Regions from separate parts of the Mus musculus genome. Here regions 2, 3 and 4 are each linked to region 1. Evidence: chromatin contacts called from public promoter capture Hi-C data. All regions are on one chromosome and are shown on one strand. The core of a region is the stretch at or near the end of the contact, and the rest is flanking DNA. Distances in the headings are between cores, read along the strand shown. Region 1 holds the start of Mrps14 (mitochondrial ribosomal protein S14). Region 2 holds the start of Dcaf6 (DDB1 and CUL4 associated factor 6). Region 3 holds the start of Tada1 (transcriptional adaptor 1). Region 4 holds the start of Edem3 (ER degradation enhancer, mannosidase alpha-like 3).

Evidence for each region. Promoter capture Hi-C pulls out the DNA fragments that hold promoters and counts their contacts.
Region 2: a promoter capture Hi-C map of pre-B cells shows a contact between it and region 1. The contact joins the promoter of Dcaf6 here to the promoter of Mrps14 in region 1. A contact is called at or near these places in 1 of 39 promoter capture datasets (pre-B cells) and 2 of 484 Hi-C or Micro-C datasets (CD4 T cells and CD8 T cells).
Region 3: a contact with region 1 is called in a promoter capture Hi-C map of liver, with 2.3 times the contacts expected there. The contact joins the promoter of Tada1 here to the promoter of Mrps14 in region 1.
Region 4: a contact with region 1 is called in a promoter capture Hi-C map of liver, with 7 times the contacts expected there. The contact joins the promoter of Edem3 here to the promoter of Mrps14 in region 1. A contact is called at or near these places in 1 of 39 promoter capture datasets (liver) and 1 of 484 Hi-C or Micro-C datasets (muscle stem cells).

The regions. Positions count from the first base shown.
Region 1 is chr1:160,192,255-160,197,939 of GRCm38.p6, reverse strand. It overlaps Mrps14 (mitochondrial ribosomal protein S14), which reads right to left and starts at 2,725. Exons shown (of 3, transcript NM_025474.4): 1 at 2,629-2,725; 2 at 836-994. The coding sequence starts at 2,673.
Region 2 is chr1:165,457,187-165,462,859 of GRCm38.p6, reverse strand. It overlaps Dcaf6 (DDB1 and CUL4 associated factor 6), which reads left to right and starts at 2,397. Exons shown (of 19, transcript NM_028759.1): 1 at 2,397-2,729. The coding sequence starts at 2,633. Mpc2 (mitochondrial pyruvate carrier 2) reads right to left here and starts at 1,600. Exons shown (of 5, transcript NM_027430.3): 1 at 1,349-1,600. The coding sequence starts at 1,457.
Region 3 is chr1:166,376,719-166,382,250 of GRCm38.p6, reverse strand. It overlaps Tada1 (transcriptional adaptor 1), which reads right to left and starts at 3,084. Exons shown (of 8, transcript NM_030245.3): 1 at 2,775-3,084; 2 at 33-124. The coding sequence starts at 2,848.
Region 4 is chr1:151,752,084-151,758,384 of GRCm38.p6, reverse strand. It overlaps Edem3 (ER degradation enhancer, mannosidase alpha-like 3), which reads right to left and starts at 3,011. Exons shown (of 20, transcript NM_001039644.2): 1 at 2,658-3,011. The coding sequence starts at 2,818. It overlaps 2810414N06Rik (RIKEN cDNA 2810414N06 gene), which reads left to right and starts at 3,367. Exons shown (of 2, transcript NR_151475.1): 1 at 3,367-3,542.

The DNA of each region.
Region 1 (5,685 bases), core at 1,476-3,975:
GGAACTGGACATAAACTTAACTTGTAAGCCTCAGACAGCCCTGATAGTTAAATAACTTGTTATCTTCACGGCTACTGCTGGTACTAATACTAGAGGCATTTCTCCTGGTGTGTATGTGGGGTAATATTCTTCATAAATAATTTACTCATTTACCCTCTGGCTTGATTGACAACTAAAGTTTGTATATATTTAATGAAATACTGGTACATTATCTTTCTACTCTTAGCAAATTTCAAGTGAAGACTGCACCACCGACGACTACTCTAGATTTCAGCACAGTATTTCTTCACCTTCTAGCCCTGCTTACCTCACTCAACAGGGTTTCTGTATAGCTCTGGCTGTCCTGGTGGCTGCTATATCTTTTAAATTTTGCCTGTTTTTAAGCAAATGAGCAGAAAACTGAGTTCCCAGGACCTCTCTCTTGTGGCTTTTACCACAATGTGGTATTACGCTTCTTCTACTTAATAGGAGAAGACAGCCTCGGGCACTCAGCTCAAGACAATGTTGTTCATGGAAGCAGAGAGTAAAATGGTGGCTGCCAGGACTGTCTGTAGGGGTCAAGCCCAATTGGTCAAACAGGCACACGATTGGTACTAGTACTTGGTACTAGTACTTTCTAGGGATTATATAATGACAAGGCTGAAGAACCAGGAAAGACTGAGTAGTTGTCCTTTATCCTAAGCTGACCAAAGCCAGTTTTAAGGCTATATATGTAGACTTGAATATTTGATCTTATTCTCCAGAAATTACATTAAGAAGTTGCAATAAAACAGCATAAAACAGAATATGAGGATAGTTAATGCTTTTGTGCAAGAAAGGGACTCAACTGGCTAACCTGAAGGTCCTTTGGCAAAATGGTATTCTTTCTGAGCGAATTGATCCGAAGCCTCTCATCTGCATATTCATAAGCCATTTTCCGTCTCTTCAAATCACGCAACATTCTCCAGTCTACATAGTAACCTCGAACTTGACCTGACGCTGATGGAGGAACTGCCTAAAAAAGAGAGACAAGGATTATCCTACAAACTTTCAGTCACTCGTTAAATGACTTTGAGCAGTTAAATTCTATTTGGCATGTCTGAGTGCACATGTGTGCTTGTGTATGGACGGGCATGTGTGGAGGGTGGACAAGGACAACGCTTCTGTGAGTCAGTTACCCCCCTACAACATGGGGCCTTAGATTGAACTGCACAGGCTTGGTGGCAAGCATTTTACCCACTGAGCCATCTCATGGGGGGAAGACTTAATAGTTTTAGGAAGTAACTTATGGCATTTATTTGTGTGTGCATGTGCATACCTCATGCATACTACAACTCAGGTGGAAATCTGGGGACAATTTGCAGGTGTATTCATTCTTCTTTCTTAAGTCACTGTTACCTTCTCCCACACCCTCAGGTTCTGATGACTTCAGTACCCTTAGTTATAAAATTAGAAGCAATCTGGAGAGAATTTCCAAACTCCCACTACCATACCTGTGCCCCCTCGGCAGTATTTGTACTACACTCTACACCCCTCTCATTGGTTATATGACACCTCTGTCCATTACAGTGGCCATGAACCATGGATACAGCTAATACGCACTGGAACTGTAAGCAGTACAAGTGGGGACATAATTCTTGGTATTAACTCGCTTAAAAGTTTGGTTTTGGTCCAACTGCAAAAGTTAGCATCCCAACTGCGATATATATATATTTTAAGTGTCAGATACACAGACTTTGAAACCTGCTTCCAACAGAAGAATGCAAATGTCACATAAGTCATTCTAATTTTGACTTGTTAGGATAAGGATAGACCTGACTAAAAATATCTATCAAAATTAACCGCACCTCCTTTTTAAACTTCAATATAAATATTAGAAAATATTTAAATTATCCTTGTGGTTTGCATTACAATTCTACTGGACGAAACTGCTATTCATGACTTAACCACATTCCTAAAATCAAAATTCATACACAGACTATATCACCTCTTGCCTGCAAAAAAAAGGCAGATCTCCAGCGATTCTTCCCTATTCTTTATATCAGTGTTCCCCCACTCTAATATACAGATATGACGCAATGTCACAGTAAAGAAAAAACAACCCAGGTCCACCCAGGTCTCCCTCTAGTTGACACCCCTCCCCAACAAAACTATCCAAGACTTCTCCAACGTCCTTTGCTGCTCGTTCCAGTTTCTATCCGCATCATAACACTCCCACTCCTTAACTCTACAGCCAATTCTCGGCCCTTCCTTTAACTAATTCTGCTTTAGCGGAATGGCCTGCTCCCCATTCGAAATTGTCACCACCTGCTTCCAAGCCACCACTGGCTGACAGCTAGTTCCCTACAGTCTCTTTGCATAATCGGAGCCTCTGAGGTCTCAATCATCCGACTCTCCCCTCTCTTCTCCACTCACACTCGGCTCCTTATAACCCGGAGTCATTCTCGCAGCTTTCACATGACGGATCACACCTGAATACCAAGCCCTCGACTGCTGCTCTGGGCTCTCCTAACCTAGCCAGGACGGGAAAGCAGATAGGAGCCTTGGGATCGGTCCTCCGTGCGCATTACAGGTGACAGGGTTACGAGGGACCCACAGGACACGGAAATCAGGGAAGGGGTAGGCTGGCGAGAAAGGCAGGGGCCTGACCTGCCGGAAGGTCCGCAGCAGCGAGCCTAGCACGGACGCCGCCATGTTGTCTGCCCAGCCAGCCAACCACCGCCGCAGTACAACACCGGAAACAGGTTCTGTGGAGGCGGGGCTTATGCCCCAAAGGGCGGGTCCAGGGCAGGATTTAGCCTATAGAGAGGGAGAGGGTAGGTGCGGGATTTGAAATAACTCTCGCGTTATTTCATAGATAAGCAAATCATCCATGCGGACCGCCCACTTAGGCAGTAGGAGAATAGTGAGCCTGCGCGATCTCTCCTGGCCCTTGCTGTTCCTCTGTCCCAGCCCCGCCCAGCCTGCGCCTGTGTTCTGCGCGTTGGCGCCACCCGGCGGAAGCTTGGCAGCATTTGTCACTCATCCTGCAGAACTGGCACTGGTCACATTTCTGCTGTAAAGAAGATGGTAGTGGCCCTGATAGAGTTTCTGCTTGCACGCCAAGGGTTTAAATATGTATTATATTATATATATTATATTTATTTTATTATATTATATCATATCTGTATTAAGGTTGTATAGGTTTTACGTTTTTGTCTCTGTGGGTTGGACGGCGGTAGTGGTGTGTGTGCATGTGCCTGCTGTTTTCCCTTTAGTACAGGGCACTTTCCTGCCATCTTCCTAGCCTGTCTCCTAGATGTGTTGATGGGTGCAGTGAGGAACAGCCCATTGGGCTCTTTACACAGGAAGCTCCCAGGAAGAAGGAGAGTTTTTTTCTTTAAGCGTTACAAGTTAGTGAACATTTCTAATGGGCTAGGGAAACTCTGACTGAAACCATTTGGCAGGATAAGACAACCAGGAGTCCCTGCCATCATACTAAGATCTAAAAAGTCCTAGACCAGCAAGCAGCATCAAACCCTGGTTAAAACTCATTCCCACTCACCCCCACGCCACACACAACATAATTGGGCATCATCTACAGTCATCTCAAGATATGGGTACACGGCAAACTCTTTTATTATGTTTCTGTTGTTTTAAGATGCCTGTTTGTTTTCATCGGGAGTTAGATAGGAAGGGAAGTGGGAAGATCTTGGAGGAGATGAGGGAGGGGAAATATGCTGTATAAAAATATTTCTTTTCAATTAAAAACAGGAAAAGTTTCACTAATGTGTTACAATTTCAGAAAGCCAAACTTCTGGAAGGGGCTTGAAAGTCAGAAAGATATGTTTATAGGCTATAGAGTAAGAAATGAGTTTTAGGGCCGGGCGTGGTGGCACTCGCCTTTAATTCCAGCACTCGGGAGGCAGAGGCAGGTGGATTTCTGAGTTCGAGGACAGCCTGGTCTACAAAGTGAGTTTCAGGACAGCCAGGGCTATACAGAGAAACCCTGTCTCAAAAAAACAACAAAACAAAACAAAAAAGAAATGAGTTTTAGGGCTGGAGGGATGGCTCAGCAGTTAAGAGCACCGGCTGCTCTTCCAGAGGTCCTGAGTTCAAATCCCAACAATCACTCAGTGGCTCACAACCATCCGTAAGGAGATCTTACGCCCTCTTCTGGAGTGTCTGAAGACAGCAACAGTGTACTTACATATAATAAATAAATAAACAAATCTTTTAAAAAGCGAGTTTTATACAATTAAACTATTGCACAGACCCATGAGTTGAATTCCTAAAAGGTCCAGAAAAAAATCAGAAAGATTAAAATTCAATGTGACCGTTTACATTCTCCCTCTATTCTTGAGTGTACTGAGAGACTTTATTTGGAGTCTTCTCACCCTGAGCTTCCATGCACAAGCAGATAGTATATGTTGCTAAACAAGCCAAGAAGCCTTCAACGTAAAACTGGCCCCAAGTTTCTCTGCAACTGCATTGAAGGTTACTTAGAGATCAAAGCATTTCTTGAGACAGGTGCCTGTCAGTATTATCCTCCAGCAACCCTACCTAGAAACTTGGTCTGGAGCTGGCACTAGATAACCACTGCTGTAGTCTCACTGAATGGATAGCTTCCTAGACACCAGTGCATGCTGCAGCCTTGTGAAGAGAACTTGCTGAGCCACCCTCTGTCCTCCAACTGCTATCATTCCACATTTATCAGCTTTCTTTGGGTAAAACTTGGTTTCCCCTGGTAGGCTAGGTTTTCATCCTGCATTACAGTATGACAAGGAACATGGCCAAGAACCCATCTCCGTGTGTGTCATAAGAACAGGCAGGAAAACTATATCCGTCTAGAGTTGGATGTAGGACCAGCCCTAGGAGCCAGGTGATTGTTTGCCTTGTTGAAAATGGCAAATTAAAATAATGGTAGTGCATGCATGCAATCCCAGCATTTGGGAGGGTCAGGAATTCAAGGCTAGCCTTGGGTGCACAGCAAGTTTAAAGCCATCACAGGCTACAATGAGACCCTGTCACAAAATAACAAAAACATAAGCAGCAACAAGAGGCAGTGGCTAGTTGGTGGCAAATGGAAAAGTATCCCAGGACCTGGTGCGCTTAGATCTTGTAGGGTAAATATTCGTGACTTAAAAGCATTTGGTGTACTTTATCAGCTTATTATAAAGAATAAAAATGGACAAAAAGATGAAGACATGTATAAGACAAAATAGAAGAGACACAGAACTTGATGCCCTTCTACTCCCCAGGAAACACCACTCCTTCCCCCCAAACTCCAGGGAGCTCCTTTAAACATCATTAGTAACTATAAAAAGTAGAGTAAAATATACATAATGTTTTACTCCATTTGTACTCTATAATATGATATATAAGATTGGGTAATTCATAAAGAACAAAGATATGGGCTAGGGATGTAGCTCAGCTGGTAGAGAGCATGCCTAATATGAGCAATCCCTACATAGATCCCCAACACTGCATAAATGGACCATAGTGGCTTTCGCCTGTCATCCCAGACTCAAGACATGGAGGGTCAAAAGTTCAAAGTTACCTAAAGTCTGAGTCCAGCCTGGACTACATGAGGCTCTGTGTCAAAAACATTAAATTCAATTGTAGTCCAGAGACGCCCGAAGGGGATGTCAGGTCCTCTCGAACTGGAGGTGCAGACCCTCATAAGCCATCACGTGCGGGCTAGGAATTGAACCCAGGTACTTTGGG
Region 2 (5,673 bases), core at 1,148-3,647, 5.3 Mb before region 1:
TTCATACTGCAGTAATGCCATTAAGTGTTAAAATTACCATCTATGCAGAGGTATAGACCATTCTGTTATTAGAGTGGACACCAGATTTAATAACCAGCCCAGGCTCTAGAGAACTGCCTCATCCCTTAGAACTAAACCTTCCTCTGGGCATGGTGGCCCACACCTTTAATCCCAGCACTTGGGAGGCAGAGGCAGGTGGATTTCTGAGTTGAAGGCCAGCCTGGTCTATAGAGCTGAATTCCAGGACAGACTGGGCTATACAGAGACGCTGTCTCAAACAAACAAAGAAACAAACAGAACTAAATCTTTCTAATATCAATTGTAGACTATGGATTTAATCTATGTAAAGGCAAAGTTCACTTTTTTGTTAGCAACTCCATTTTTCCACTGTGAGTAAATTTTTCTATTTGCTCAATTTTATGCTTGAAAGACTTCATAATATAATCAGATTTTAGTCCTCACCCAAGTATTACTATCACCCATTTTGTATTAGAAATAAACTAATTTAATAACTGTGATAAAGAGCTAGAGGGACAGGGGCCTTCCAGTTTCTTAAAGAATTATTTTAACTACAAGAATTCTTATCCAGTACTTGTGACAGCTAACATCCTCAAAGAATCAAGCATATGTTATTTTTGATTTTCACACTGAATACATTTTATATGAATTAAGACAGAGGTATAGAATTTTGCCCAAGGTCACATCTTGGTGAGCGGTGGAACAGAACTGTATTCATATCTGCCCACATAAAACACAGATATAACCTGGTCAGTGATTGCATAATGACTGGCTTATTATACTGGGTCTATGGAACCAGGTTGACATTGACTGAACCGGGAAGGGGAAGGGGATGGGGGTGGGGAGCGTCCAATTTTGGGGAGGGCTCACTTAGCAGGCCTCTGCCAAGAGGAACTAAAGTATGACCTTTACTCCAAACCCTCTGCTGAGACCAGACAGACACCTTTTCAGCTCTACCCCACGTGTGCGTTAGAAATTCACGGAGGGAGAAAGGGGAGGAGAAGGAGGGTTTCATGGTGGCCCAAGACCCCTTCGTGGCTCTCAGGAGTTAAGTAAGGTTCAAGTCTGGAGGAGAGGTCGGGAGTGTGAGCAGTGTTTAAGGGAGCGAAGACATCAAAAGTCAACAAGGGCACTGGGTGCTGATACTCGGTTTTTGGAAAGAGACCTAAGATGAAACAAGGTGAAAGACTAGGAGAATTGATGGATTCCCTTCAGTGGCGAGATGAGGGCTCTGGGATTCCGGTAGCAACTCAACTGTCACAGGGCCTCTAATGTCCCGGTTTCGGAGGGAGAGGAACGATCTCCGTGCGAGCCGTTCAGGATTCATTACCTGCCGGGTGGTTGTAAAGCGGCCTCAATTTCTTTGGCAGCAACAACTCCACTTTATCCATGAGTCGGTGGTAGGTGGCCCGCAGGCCTCGGGCGCCGGCAGCTGCCATCGCGGCGGCCTAGGGATCGACAGCAGCAGGGTGGGAGCGCCGCTGTGTCCGCGTTCCTGGCTGACAACGAAGGGCGGCTCGTCACTTTCTCTCTGCAGCGCTGGGGCGTCCGCCTCTGCCCTAGGGCGCCCTTCCCCGGCTCTGGCAGCCAGAGGTGAAGCACCTAGAGGCCGAGTCCCGCAAAGGCTCAGGGGGGCGGAGCTCAGCAAAAGCCCGCCCCGGCCCGCCTCCTGCGAGCGGGTTGGGGAGACCGAGGGGGAGGAGTCATGGCAACAGGTGCTACAGAGGTCGCCGTGCTGGGGCCGCTAGAGCTAGGCGGGCGAGGCGTTGCGCAAGCTTAACGGCCTGCTCTAATTGGCTGGCCTCACAGAGCGGAAGAGGCGTGGCCAGAAATCATCTCCTTCCGGCCCTGGAGGCCATGTTGGAGAGGGGAACCTGAAGCCGCACTTCCGCCCGGTCCCTCACTTTGACTAATAAGCTTTCTGGGCTTCCCTCTCCCGAACTGAAGATGACGCTGGATACCTGTCGGACTTCCTCTTATTTACTTATTGTTTTTGAGTCGGTGTCTTCGCTGTGTACCCCAGGCTGGCTTGGATCTCGCTATGGTCCAGCCTCCCGACTGCTGGGATTGCATGCATGGGTCATCACGCCCGGTTTTTTCCTTTGACTCGAGAGGCGTGAGCAAGACAACCTCAGCGGCTTCCGTCATGCCTCTCCAATCCATTAAGGAGTAGGCTAGAGCGCCCTCAAGCTCCTCTCCTAGGGTGAGGGCAATCGTGACGCACAGCGGCTTCTGTTGCCCGTGTGCATCCTCTCGCGAGAAGGGCCGGGAGGGGGCGTGGTCTAGGGAGGAGAGGGAGGAGCTCGCGGCCGCCTCCGCCTTCGCCTCCGCCTCCCGCGGGAGGGGGGTCGAGGGAGGGGACTGTTGCCGATCTCTAGATGTTCTGGGTAGTCTGAGGAGAGTATGAGGCGAGCCGTGGCCCGGGTACCTCTCCGCTCCCGGGGAGAAGGCGCGGCCGTGGCTGCCGCCCTCTGAGTCGCGGCGCCGGCGAGGCCCCGGGGCGCGCGCATGGTGCTGGTGCCGCTCGGGTGTTGATCGGCCTGTCCCCTCCCTCTCTTCCCCTCCCCACCCCCCGCGGTGGTCTCCCCTTTCCCACCCCAGCCCCTGCGGAGCCATGGCTCGGAGTGGCTCCTGCCCGCACCTGTTGTGGGACGTGAGGAAAAGGTCCCTTGGGCTGGAGGACCCGTCCCGGCTGAGGAGCCGCTACCTGGGTGAGCGGGGGCCCCGGGGCGGCGGCGCTGAGGTCGCCGCCCAGAGGTGGGGGAGGGGGCGCCGCCGGGGCTGTTGGCGACCGGACCGAGCCCCGACCGGGGCGCCCCGCAGGCTAGGTCTCAGGTGGGATGACGGCGATCCGCGCCCGCTCCTCCTAAGGTCGGGGTCCCCTTTGCAAGCTGCCAGGCGCGGCTCAAGCTGGGCTTCCCTCGGAGAGCCGGGCCGTGGGGAGGCGGCACTAAGCCCGGAAAGGTGTTGGGGTCGCTCGTGGGCTGGGACTCCGGAGAAGACTCCGCGAGCCTTACGGAGATGCCACGTTGAACGCCAAAGTTGGCGCTTTTGCTTTTCTCCGGAGCTGTCCCCGCTCAGCCGAAGACCTCAAGGTGTTGCTTGTCCACCTTCTTCTTCGGCTTCCGCAAGGGGTTAGATGTCGCCCGAGAGAGACGCTGTTGACCACCCTCAGGGACTTGACACCCCAGCCGGGCTCGCTGTAAACCGTGGCGCTTAGCCCAAACCTAAAAGAGATCGCGGAGCCCTCCCCACCCCCGCGCCTTCCCAGGTCCAGCCTGCTGTCAGTCCCGTAGACCTCTTTTAGGTGGTGTAAGGTTTCACGTTCCTGTTCCCACCCCTGGAAAACACACTTGGCATTTTCTGTTTCTTAGTTAAGCTTTCTAAAAACAACCTTCAGGACTGTGGACGCAGGGTTCCACCTTTTTCGTTCTGTGTACCGTGAGTTTTGTTGAGTGTGTTGGGTCATGCCAGAGTCAACTAAAAAGTCCTGTTTCTTCAAAGTGCCTCCTCCCCCCAACTCTGTCATTTCTTTGCCAAGTGAAGCGATTTGTTGCTGTCATTTTTTTTTTTTTTTTTACTAACAACAAAAATAGAAAGAAATGAAATCTCATTACAGCCAATACTACTGGCTGTAAATTGCTTAAAGGACGCCTAGGTGTGCGTTTTAATGTTTTTAAATGAATGTTATCATTGTAAGAATTAAATACAAAAAAGCAGAAGTCCCAGAATCGGTCCCATTTGGATTTCATGCCACTGCCCCTAGAAATGTTTCTGTTTTGTGATTATTTTCCTTGATTTATTTCCTTCTTAGAAATGCATACATATATAAATACTAGTGCCTGTATGTGCACCCTACATGTGTGTGAATGAAAACCGGATGCATGGTGGTGAAAGCATTTTTCTCCCTTGCTTTTTTCTTCACTGCGTCTGGAGATCCTTTTAGACATAAAAATGTGTGTAAAACATTACATAGTACTTAATGAAGAATTTTAATGTTCTAAGTTTTAGTCTCTTTAATTTTTATTTGAAAGAGACTCCTTATATAGTCCAGACTAGCCTTAACTTTTATCTCATTCTCCTGATAGCTGGGATTACACTGTAAATTTTCACCTGACCCTGTCCCCTTTTCTGTAATATGTGTTCACTGTCATGACTGTGCAAACATCATTTACATATGTTGTAGTAAGTACCTAGACTGCTTGTTTTTAATATTTGTAAAGTCCTTTTTAAAATCCTTGTCTTAAAAGAGGTGTGAAAGTTTATTTTAAAATTTAGTTTGTGTAGAAAAAACAGACTTTTACCTTAATAAAGCAAATGCTAAAGTTTTGTGTGAGTGAAGTTATAATTTAGTCTTATTTCAATTGGGTTTGGCTGTGTATAATAAAGGTAATGAGAACATGGTCAGTGGGGCTCTCGAGATGGCTCAGCGGGTGAGGGTGCCAGCTACCAAGCCTCTGCTGCTTCAGTTTGTTCTCTAGACTCTGACATTGCAAAGAGAAAACTCTTTAAGACTAAGAACTGCCTTAGTCTTCTAAGTTCTGGAGTTACTGATGTTTGCCACTATGTTTAGCTTTAAGTAATTGAAGTGTAACAATGATGCATACTTCAGCACTTCTTTAAAAGCGATTTTTCCTGGGTTAGATGGCAGACATCTGTAATCCTGTAATCCCAGCACTTCCAAGGTAAAGGGCTGGCTGGTAGGATCACCTGTTTAAGGTCATCTTTGAAATAAAACCTATGGGCAGGCAGTCTAATGAATCTGATACCTAATAAGTTTCTTTGTGTGTGTGGGGGGGGGGAGGATGACCTTTCTCATAAAGCCTTTTTTGATGAGGAAGGAGACTTGCTGCTAGTTTGAAGGATTTTTAGTGAAACTCTGTCTCAAAAAACAAACAAACATACAAACAAACAAACAAACAAACACCCTTTTAAATTCCAAGTGCAAGGAACTTAGAAAGTTAGTTGATTTCTTAAAGACATGCAGATTTAAACATCATAATTGTTCAGAGTTTTATAGTTTGCATTTTCTCCTAATAGGCTTCTATTATTTGCATTCCTAATAATAAATTACTGCTAAGTAACATTCAAACTGGAATGCTCATTTTTATGGAGGTTTCGATACTAAAGAAACAAAACACAAAGGTTCCATTAACTTCCTCAGGAACTGAACAAGGAGAGAAAACTCTGACAAAATTACCAGTTTTTTAGATAATGACGCTAATGTATTCACTGACTTCCTATAGCACACAAACAGGATTGGTATTGTCACTGCCTGATCTTAAGTGTGTGAAGATTAGGTACTGGGATGTAGCTCATTTAAAAGAGTGCTTGCTTAGTATGCAGGAAGCCCTGGGTTCCATTCCTAGCACCATATACTGGTGTGGAGGTGTCAGCTTGTAATCCTAACACTCTGGAGGTAGAGGCAGGAGGATAAAGAGTTCAAGGCCATCCCAGAATTCATGAGACCCTTTCTGAAAATTAAAAAACATAGGCAATTTTTAAAAATTTATTTGGGTATGGTGGCTCATACCTCTAGCACTTGGGGCATGGGGTCAGGAGGATTAATAAGTGCTAGGCCAGCTTGGGCTTGGAGTACAGGAGACACATTATTTAAAAACAACAAAAAGGATAGAATGGGTGGGCTGGAGAGAT
Region 3 (5,532 bases), core at 1,835-4,334, 6.2 Mb before region 1:
TGCAAATCTGGGGAAACTGGGAGAAGATCTACCATTGTCCTGTGTGAGGAGTCTGTGAGCTTCAAGGTCGAACTCCTCCTTGCTGATCTTCTGCTTGAACCACAACTTCAGGTTGGCCCAGTATCTGCAGAAGGAGAAATGACATTAAAGCCACAGACTTCTGCTTCTGCCTCTGCCCCGGGGTTCACTCCCAGGGAAGACAAATTTATAATCCCCGGTGTCTTGGGCTGAGAAGCACTTGTGGCTCTGGGCCAAGCCTATATTAAAGATGGTTAGGAGGAGACCACGAGGTGACTCCTAAGCTAGTCTGTCTAGTCAGCAGCAAAGGAGGGGACAGATACTTCAGACTCTTGCAGAGGTCCCAGGAGAGCCTCAGAAGAAACCCACCCGTCCAGCATACTGGCCTAGGATTTACAACCCCCAGAGCTGTGAAAAGAGTAACTTCTGTGGTTTAAGCAACTCGCCTGTGGTGCCTAGCAAATGAACACACCAAAGAGGCAGAGGAGCAACAAGAAACATCCTTTCTCCCTAAAGGAGGACTCAGGGCAGACTTGGTGCAGACACACCTGTGCCTTTCCTTCTCTTGGCCGCCTTCTTAAAAGAACATGGCGGACTTACTCCTAAGCGTGAACGTTTTATGAGGAGGAGAGTGGTGACTAACACCTATTCCTGTGCCACGCTTCCGTTCAGATGAGCTCAAATCGGCAGAAATGCTGCCTTTCTAATCACTCGCCAGAAAGGAAGTATTCCTGGATATGAGTAACTGAAAGCCTGTGGTTTTAACATCTGGACCGCTGGACATATGGTAAACAATTCACACCATGCACTCTGTATACCCTTGTTTTACCTACCTCCCAGGATCCCATTTAAATGGTCATGATGAACAACGAAAAGCAAACTGCTTAAGAGGAAATGGCCAGAGACAAGCAAGCTTAACCAAGATGGCAGGTTTTAAAAATGAAGACCGGAAACAGAAATGCATTACAATCCCATCATTAACTGTGTCCCTGACACAAAGACTTGTGAATTTCACATGACAGATACATAAAATTTGGAATCAGCACCCATATTTGTGCAACATCACAGTCAGCTCTGGCCATTACAAATGGATCAAAGACTGCAAAGGTTTCTGTCATGCCTGAGTTTGCTAAGTGAGTCTGGAAGGAAGGCACAGTTACTCTGGCCAGAGTTAGAGTCATGGCCTTCACAAGTCATAGCCTGCAGATTTAGCTCCGTGTGAAACCATTCACTTCCAAAACCCTGTGAGCGTGGAAAAAGAGACAAGTCTCCCAATAGGCTTTTTAACCGTAAGCCTCACCAAACAGTATTATAAAAGTACACAACCATTCTAACGAAGCCAAAGGCTGCCATTTTTACCTATTTAAATTTAATTTAATTTCCTCCTTGCATCTCAGGTGGTCCTTCACCCATGGCGCTTGGTGTGACAGTCTTGAGGCAGGACTATCAAACTGAAAACATCACAAACGTAAAAAACGCAAAAGAGTCCCTCACCCCACTCAGCTTGCAGCCTCTTACCAGCTAACATCGAAAATTCCAACACAACTAACAATCTCTGTCTAAGGCCTCCCTCCTTCTCGCTTCCAGGCTGTAAAACCGCAGTTGTCTGGTCATCTGGACAGAGAAACCCCTTGTGCAACTTTAATGTCGCCTGGTTTTACTCTACCAGACTTTATAAGCTTGTCCACCTCATCAGCAAAAAGAGAAAAAAGAAAAAGAAACTTGTACAAAATTCTTGGGTGTAACAAGACAGCTGCCAAAACGCACAACTTGTGACTCTCCATTGAGAAGTCCACATCTGGGTATGTCTTATTTCCCTGGGCATCTCTTTTTAATTCCGGTGCTTAAAAATCTACAAATAATAATACTTATTATTTATTTATTTATTTATTTATTTAAAGCCTTTTAAAGAGGGGTTCCGACGAGGAGCTTGCACCTAAGCTTTTCTGACGGCCTTTCTATTAACACCACCTCTGCTTCACGGGCTGCTCTTGTCAATCATTTCAACTTCAGTGCCAGGAAATACGGGTTTGCCAGAATTGAAGTTCCCCCAAAAGATCGAGGCTCCTCCTCCGGCTGCCGCAGGCTACTGCTTATAGAGCTGTCACTCTGCCCCAGTCCCTGCTGACAGCCCGGCGGTGTGGGGAACGGGAGGACTTTCCAAGTAACCCCTGAAAAGCATCACACGGCGGGAACCAGAAGCCTCAGTCCCATCCTTGGGCAGTGACTTTGGGGGAATAAGTAATCTCTGTCTCTCGAGTACGAACTGTGCCGATCTCAGGTCTGAGGATTGGCTGGCCCGTGTGGAACACTGGGAAAGGCGTCCTACGGCCGGCTAGGCAGCCGCCCCCTTGGATGCTGTGGTTGTAAGGTGGGTGACCGACCGACTTCACTTGGGGTCTCTGTGCCTTCCGAACCCGCTTTCACAGCTCTTCTAGCTGGCCCCTGAGCAACGCGGGCCTCCGCCTCCGGGAAGCCCTCCGGGCCCCCCCACCCCGCCCCGGCGCGCCCCCCGCTCTACCGACTCCGGGGCGCCTAGGGCGCTGCTCCCGCCCCCACGCGGGTATCACCGGTGTCGGGACGCCCAGGAGAAAGTCCTCCAGCGCCTCGAGTCCCGGCGGAGCCCGCACGGGAGCCGTGGCGGCCGCGAGACGCCTACGGCCTCCGGGAGGTGAAGAGAGTCCAGGGACTACGGCAGCCCCGAGCTTGGGGCACACCCACGGACAGGCCCGGAGGCTGGTCCCCGCGGCTCTTACTGTTTCACGTTGTCCCCCAGCGCCTCGCTCAAGTTCTTCTTGGCTGCCTCCAGCTCGCTCACAAAGGTCGCCATTGCAGCGCGCGTCTTTCAGCCCGACCGTAGACCGCGCGGCCCACGGCCACCAGCAACCGAAAGATCAACGCGGCGGAAGGCCTGCGCGCCGGACGCTGGAGGCTCGACTCGACTCGATTCCACTCGGCTCGGCTCGGCTCGGTTCGGCTCGGCTCGGCTCGGTTCGGCTCGGCTCGGCTCGGCTCGGCTCCGCTCGGCTCGGCTCGGCTCCGCTCGGCTCGGCTCGGCTCGGCTCTGCTCGGCGGCCCCGCCCCCATCCGCTAGGGAGACGTTGCGTGGGTTTGGTTCTTGGCCCCGCCGTCTCGCAGTTGGGAAAGCACCCAGCCAAACTCCCTTCGCCAACTCCCGCCTCTTGGCTCACGTGACCCGCTTCCCCTGGTGGGCGCGTGCCCAACCTACGCCCGCCTGCCCGCCCGCGGCGGCCCCCGGGGCGCGAACTTGACCGCCCCGCCCGCCCTCCGGCCAGGCCCCGCCCTGACTGCAGGTCAGCTCTTCCCAGAAGGAAGAGCTCAGGTCCCCGAGTGCATGCAATATCTAATTTATCCTCTTGTCCTCATTTTTTTGCCAAGTGCTCACCACCTATTGTGACATTTAGTTGGTCGATCTCGTTTTCTGCCTCCTGCAACTAAAACGAGAGCTGCCTGAAGGCAGGATTTATGTTACTCAAGTTCTGAACATTCACTATTGACAGATCAAATAAAAATAATTCCCAAGCAGGACTACCAAAGGTCCTAGGGGAGGTAACAGGAGGAGTCTCAGCAGCTAGTTAGCCTGACCCACAGAGGAAAAGACGCAAAGAACCTCGTTTCAAGTCAAGGTCAAGTGGAAGGACCCACAAGCTAGCTTGTCCTCTCTCAAATTCCAAATTCACACTCGAATATGCACATATATACTACACTAGGAAGCCATAGCTGTGTTCAGCTTAAAACTTTTTAAAGCCTACTTTTAAAGTCTCTCTCTCTCTCTCTCTCTCTCTCTCTCTCTCTCTCTCTCTCTCTCTCTCTCTCGTTTTGACAGAGTGGCCTCTTAACTCACATAGATCCAACTGCCTCTAGTGCTGGCTGGGACTAAAGGCATGGGTCACCATGCCCAGCTTGTTTGTTCTTGAAATAGGGTCTCTCTTTGTAGCCCTGGCTATCTGACACCAGGCTATTATTTTGCCTTAATGTTCATGTTTGTTTGTTTGTTTTTTGAGACAGGGTTTCTCTGTATAGCCCTGGCTGTCCTGGAACTCACTTTGTAGAACAGGCTGGCCTTGAACTCAGAAATCCACCTGTCTCTGCCTCCCAAGTGCTGGGATTAAAGGCATGTGCCACCACTGCCCGGCTAATGTTCATACTTTTAATGACAGCATAATTTTTTAAAGATTTTGTTTTTAGGTAGATGTCGTTGTGAGTGAATTTACAGGTGGTTGTGAGCAGCGGGCCCTGTTAAATACTGCACAGATAAGATGCATACAATGACTTCTTTCCTGTCTATTAAACTGGGGTTTTCTCCTGTATTAAAAGAAATATTTTAACAAGCATCTTTATGCAGATTCTCCTCATTTGTAATTATTACTTTAGGACAGAATCCTGTAAGAGAATCATGGGATCGGGTGGCAGGAATCGTTATGAATGTCTCGTCCCTGTGGTCAAGCGCCTCCCAGTTTTTAAAATAATCCTCCCTATATTCAAAAGGAAGCCCCAGTTTAAACCCAGCAGCCTTCCGGGTGCTTGCAGAAGTGGTCAGGCTGCTCACTTTTCATCACGTGCATTTAACGGCCTCTGCTGCACACCTGATACCCAGTCCCTTCCAGTAGGGTGGGTGACTGGGGGCGGATAATATTACTCTTAAATATTGCCCACTTTCTGCAATTTATTTCCATAGGCCAACACAACAAAAAAGGAAGATACCCACTGGTTTATTTTTCATAGCAGCTTTTAATTTACTATTATTTATTCATTCATTTATTTATTTACATGCGTATGTGTGTAGGGACTCAAGGGTCACAGCCCACGTGTGAGGTCAAAGAACAAAGGACTCAGGTCTGCCCTTCTGCCACGTGTGTTCCAGCAAGTGAGCTCGTGATCAGGCTCGGTGAGGAGCACCATTACCACCGAGCCCTTTCACCACCTGATTTCATATAACTATTTTACTTGCATATTTATAAAAGCTTTGTCTCTGTTTATTTCTCAGTTTTCAGCATCTTAAACAGCATTGTTTTTGCTTTAGCATATTTTTTGGAAGAACACAACAAGAGATCTACCTGTAACAGATTTTGTAACTGTGTATCACTGTGTGTACAACAATGTATAAGAAGATCTCTAGAGTCTACTTAGTTACTTCCCATTTCTCCTTCTCCCAGCCCCTACTAACCTTTCACTCTATGAATTTGATTACTTTAAATTCCTCCTATGAATGAAATTGTGGCATACTTTTTTTAATGTTGTGTCTTTATTTCACATAGTATGTCCTCAAGATGCAACTGAACTGTGTTGTCACACTTTGTATTCATATATATGAATGACTTATATATGACATATATATATATATATACACACACACACACACACACACACACACACACACACACATAGGTTGTTCATCTGTCAACAGACTCTTAGGCTAGGCCACATCCTAACTACTGGGACTATTGTGTAGGCCAGGCCACACTGTAAAAATAACTTTTATTCATCTGATGC
Region 4 (6,301 bases), core at 1,762-4,261, 8.4 Mb after region 1:
TTCTTCCTGGGACTGGAGAGATGGCTCAGCGGTTAGGAGCACTGACTGCTCTTCCAGAGGTCCTGAGTTCAATTCCCAGCAACCACATGGTGGCTCTAAAATATCTGTAATGGGATCTGATGCCCTCTTCTGGTGTTTCTGAAGACAGGCAGTATATTCATATATATAAAATAAATAAAATCATTCTAAAAAAATCTTCCTACTATTGTGTTAAAATATTGTACATTTACACAGATCCAGAGAATTTCAGAATATTAAGCATTATCTTAGAGAATTCCTCATCTTGCAAATGATAACAATCTTTCAAACATCTTTGAAGTCAAGGCCGCACAAAACCTGCAAGCACTAACATAAAAACAGGATATACTAACTTTTCCTTCTCTGAAGTAGAATAAGTGTTTGATTAATATCAAGAAGGGAAATCTCTTGTCTCTGGAAATGCTACAGCCTAGAGGTGGATCACAGGTTTTAAAACCTCTAACTTGCTAACTCAACTTTGAGAGCTGTCAATTTTCCAAATTATGAGTAAATTATGATTGCATACGAGGGCACACTTTCATCTCTGCAACAACCAGCAAGTCCCATGACATCAACTTCAAAGTGGACCTAGCTACAGAAAGACACAGTGACTGTATTCAACTGTTAAAAAGTCTCTATGGTTTTATATCAACTTAGTAACTGTATAAGACATATTGGAAATCTGATCCTCCCCATTTAAAAATTTTTCATTCCAAAATAATTTCTAAAAATGGTTTTCTAAAGTCACCCTGCCTCCCAACATCAATAAAGCACTGATTTATATTCTCTGTTAACTAAAAATATTAGCAAGATCACTTATCCTGAAAAATATTTTCCCTGAAAGACTACATATGATCAGATATTTGAGTGTAAGCAACTGAGCAGCTGTTCACAATTCCAGTGGGGGGTGGAAAGTGGGGGGAGGGGTGGAGGGTGGAATGGGAGGGTTGGAGGGGGGTGGGGTGGAGAGGGCGGGCGCAGGGGGTACAGCTTGGTTTTTTTGAGACTGAACCTGGGGCTGGCAAGTCAATGACTCATATAGAAATTTTAATAAGAATGTCAAAGAAAATATTTGCAGCCATAATAGAAATACTTCCCCTCCCCCAAATCTTAAGGAAGTACAGCACTGTACAGACTGTGAACTGTGAGATCAGACATAGGTTAAAAATATAAATGTAACCAAAAACCACAAACCTGACCCGCTTTGAGACTCTGAGCAAGTTAACCCTGAATCTCAATGTCCTCATTTGCACAGTGGAGATAGCATCCACCTCGCGATGGAATAACAGTTTTAGAGATGGCATGAGTTAAATGCCAACAAAGTGGGAACATCATTAAAATGTCACAAAATAATACATTAAACTTATAAAGGAAAAGGCAAGAGTCTAGAATTCACTGGTAATTTTGTTTGAATAGATAACACTTCATCTTCTTTTACTCACATTTTTATTTGCTCTGTGATTTAAAAATTAGTATAGTTCTTTTGCAATGGCGGAAGTAAAGAAGTATCTACGTCAGAACCTAATGGCTCCACCTCCCTTTGTGGGATAAGTTACCTGTTATTTTTTCCTGAGTTCAGGCAACTATTTTTTCTTATAAAATAATATGCTTTCTATTTATATATTAACCTACAACTTGCTTTAGTACAGAACTCTTTCTAAATGTATGACACCCCCCCCCAGCCTGTTCTGTTCTGTCAAAATGCACCCCTTTATACACTTATCTCTAATTGTGTCTTTACTTCTGTAGGATAGATTCTCCAGAGAAAGAAATGAATCAAAGAGCAAGCACAATTTAAAATTCTGGAGTTGGTGTCAATAAGTCACGTGGTTTACATCCCCACCAGTTTTCTCACCTCTTCACTAATCAGCAGTGCATTCTAGTGTTCTGTGCTAACCTACCAGACAAGCAAAACCCACCCACTTCACTGTTTTAATAAGCATCTTTCGCAGTCAACTCGCCGTGCTACTGACAGGCACACATTTCCTCTCCTCTCACTTAACTTCACGGTTTTGCCAAAATCCAGAGATTCTCCACTTCGTTCTTAGTCACTTGTGCCACTTCGGATGTATTCGAATTACTGGATTAAATGCTATAAATAGTGTTTTGGAACACTTTTAAGCCTCATAAAACTACTCTAAGGGGGTACACTTAATCGAGGCCTCTGAATAGCATCAAATCGCCTGCTCTAGCTCACAAGTGCCATTTAGGAAAGAAAACACAGCAAGGGGGATAGTGAAGTCTGAAAAGTTCAAGTTCCGGTGAACGCCCCTTTTCCTTTAACAGGTGTAAGCACCGCAACATTTTCCCGCTGGGAGCTCACTTGGGTGAGACATCCAACCCTGCCTCCGCCACCCAGGCGGTAGCCCCTCCACCAGCCCCTGACATGGCAGAGGCGCTGACACAACACTACATATGTCACAGGCTGCCCAGGAGACACTCGACAGCCCCCGAGGTCACATCCCGGGGATCAGCTCCCATCGTCCTGGACCCCGTCCACCGCACCGAGGTCCTCCAGCCTCACCAGCTGTTACAGTCACCACAGAAAAAGTCCACAGTGCGCCGGGGGCGCAATGACAGGCACCTCCACTGCTGGCAGCCGCGCGAGGAAACCCACCCGGACAGCCACGCACCCTTACCCAAGCTTCTGCTTCTCTTCCCTACTCATGGGCGCGGCCCCTGCCGTGCACACGGACGTGGCCAACACCAGACAGAGCGCGGCCGTCGCTGCCACCAGGCTCCATGACGCTCGCTGGGGGACCCGGCACCCACAGCCCCGGCAGCCGCCGGCTTTGCTCATGGCCCCGCGGTTCCGCGCACGCGCAGCTGCTACACCGGCACGGTGGGCCACATTGCGGGCTGCCGGCGGCGAGGAGGCTGCGAGCCGTGTCGAGGGCGGACTGTGGAGTGAGGCTGGCGGCCGCCGGCGCCAAACTGTTTGCCGAAGTCACCGAGCCGGTCCCCCAGCGCCAGCGCTGCCACCACCCTCCGCCCTCCACGGCTCGGAGCACCGCCCCCAGCTTTCCGGTGTCGTAGTCTAGGAAACCGCCTCTCCAAGGCTACTTCCGGGTAGAGCCGAAGTGAGATAGCCTCGGGACCAATGGAGACAGCCTCGGAGAGGGGCTGGCCGCAGCTACAGGACCTAGCATTGGCCCAGAGAAGCGGGACGTGGACAAAAGGCGGGACTGGGCAGGGAGCTGTCCCTTCGATCCACCTCCGACCCCAGGAGTTGCCACCTAGGAACTACTAGTCCCAAGGTGCACCGCTTCCTCCAGCTTGACTACAGACCTACGCGCAGGCGCCTTGCTAGATTTCTGCCTAGTAGCGCCCTGCGTTCTGGGACTTGTAGTCCTATTCTGTAAAGGCCACGCAGGTTCCAGGCGTTCTGTGTTCCGCAAGACCTTTGGCCAACCCTACCTCGTCGGTGGGCTGCCCAGTCCTTGAGACTCGTGAGTGCTTTGCCATTCTCTTCCTGAAGATTTTTTTTTTTTCCTGAGAGCTGACAGAATGAGACTTGCCCCCAGGTCGGTACCGAATGCCTGGGTGAACAGTGAAAATATTCTTCTGCCCTCGAGAAAATGACAACAAAACAAAACAAAACAAAAACTAGGAAATGAACAACAGCTAAATGACTCGAACCTTTGACGACCATGTGAGAGTTTTACTTTCATTAGCGCATATACACAACTCTAATATGTATATATCGTCCTTCTACTTTTGCACACGTAGCTTGAACTTTTGCACAAAGGCTTGGAAGAAGTTAGCAAACACTAATCTAACTCCTGAATTACTCCTCTAATTCAGTACCCCAGCAACTAAGCAGGACACTCAAAATGAAGGAGGCCAAGCAAAGCTAAGAACGTGATTAATAATAGTTATCTTAAAAGCCCATGAAGGAAAGAAGTGTACAATGCAAAAGTGATTTTTTTTTTTTAATTTAGTGAAGACTAGATGTTGTAATGAGTTGCAATGGCTGATTGGCAGGCTAACTGTGGGTAAAATGACAGGTGGGTTTCTCTTGCAAAAGCACATGTCTTTCTTTTGTGCCACTTCAGCAGGTGGCGGCAGAGTTGAGGAGCTTGGATGTGACCTCTGTGGCCACAGTAAATTTCGTATTTGTCCGTTCAGCAATATCGAGCTATCTGAAACCTCTTGCTTTTAATGCCTCACCACTTAAGTCTTATCTCTCTGACCATCCGGGTTACAAAATAACCTTTCTTCCTTCTCTCCTCTTTCAAAAACGCAGGTGTTTCCTGAAGGTTCTGTTTCGACTCCTTTGCTTCTTTGTACTCTCCGGGTTTCGCTTTAGTGATTTCTGACACGGATTAAGTCACCTTGTTGCTCGGATTGATTTCTAGATTTATATCTGTCCTGATCATTGGCCTTACATTCAATTTCCTTTCTGTCTGGTCCAAGAGAAACTCAAGTGTAAAATTATTTAATGCTTCAGACCTGTTTACTCACCCTCTTCTTTCCTAGTGTCCAACCAGTGGGTAAATCACCCAGATCCTTATCGCTACTATCTTTCAGACCATTGCCTTTCTAGTCCACATTTTCCTAGTTCCAGCTCTCATTATCTCTTTGCTGAACAGTTGCAACGTCCTAGTCTCCTCTACACTGCCACAGAGTAAGCTTCGATTTGCAAACCCTCTGAATTCCTCCTCCCTCTGCCTTCGATCTGCCCCTGCCCTCAAGTTCTATTCGACTACGAAGTAAATTCTCACACTCTTTTCCTTTCTTTATCTTTGCTCTTCTATCTCCTCTGTTATTCTGTAATCTTTGCCCCACGCCCACAAACCATTAAGACTTGGCTTAGATTCCATCACCACAAAACAGTTCTAAACCTTGCAGAAAGTGTTCAAACCACTCTCCTTCCTGTTCTTCCACAGTACTCTGTGTCTCTATTAGTGCATTTTTACATCCACTAGATTTTGATCGTTTGAGGGGTATTAACCAGCTTGTTTCTAAATAACCAGATTATTCTAAAAGGCCTAGTGCTGTGTCTCCCCCACTAGACATGTTCAAGAAGTGTTGATTTCTTATTCCTTCAGTTTCCTCACTATAAAGTGAGAATAATATGACCTTTCCCTGTAATCATATGAATACTGTACACATGAGCTCATTTCTGAATGATGTTTATCCCTTTTACAAACCTGCAATCCTGCATTGCTGCCATCCCGGATCCTTGTTGGCAGCCTTAATGACGAAGTTAGCTAAGTAAATAAATACCTTTGAGTTGGTGTGGATGTGGCATAGAGAACAGGACAAGCCAAAGTTCAACACCAATCAGCTAGTATTTGAAAACGAAGAACAAAGACAGTAGAAAAATACCTAATGACTTTCAGATGTATTTTCAAGTCAGTTATTTGAAGGAACTTATTGGCAATAACTAGGTTGATTTTAATATTATGATCGTTATCATTATTACTATTTATTATTAGACTTCTTGATGTTCTAATCATAAAGACTTCTGAGTCTTTGGGTCTCAATAAGACAGTAGTGATCTTGTTAAAGAAACAACGAACTGAAAAGGAAGTCCTGGCCTCAGTGTTTATCTTTCTGCATTTTTGCTTGTCTCCCAGCTAACACTGAAGTTTTAAAGGCTGTCATAAGTAGGCAGGACACCTTCCTTGTTGACTCCCTGAATAATAAGCGTCTTTTCCTCCCCACTGTGATTCAACTTCTAGCCAATAGTTGAGTCCATGTTTCACTAACCTCTGCAAAATCCGAAATAGGAAAATCTGGTGTGACCTAAAAGGAATTGGGAGTTAACATTTCTAAGCTGGAGATTCATATTCAGTATGGAAACACATTCACAAAAGTACATTTCAAAGTAGATCCCATTTTAACCCATTAATGGGAATAGGAATTATTAGCTAATTGCCAATTTATGGACTCCTGGGAAATTTTTCATTTGTTAGTTTTCAAACTTATACATGAGTAATCTTTTTAAATGATATGGAAGTTAATTTGGAGAGCTTGGAGTTGTACAGAAAAAAAAAAAAACCAATATTAGTGGAAAGCACCCAAGGGGAATAAGAGAGACGGGCTTTTTAAAGAATGTAAAACAGTTTTTTAGATGTGTAGAGCCCATTAAAATTAATAAGGGCAGTTTATAAAGTGGTGCCCTTTAACTGGCTAAGAGTTTGTTTACACAGCCTTGTATCTTACGCAAATATATATGTTCCCTTTCCTGCCTGGATGTGTCAGAGGCTACGAAGGATTGTGGGTAGAAAACATATGGACACCAGGGAGAGGCTCCACATCAGTTCTCTTAGGACTC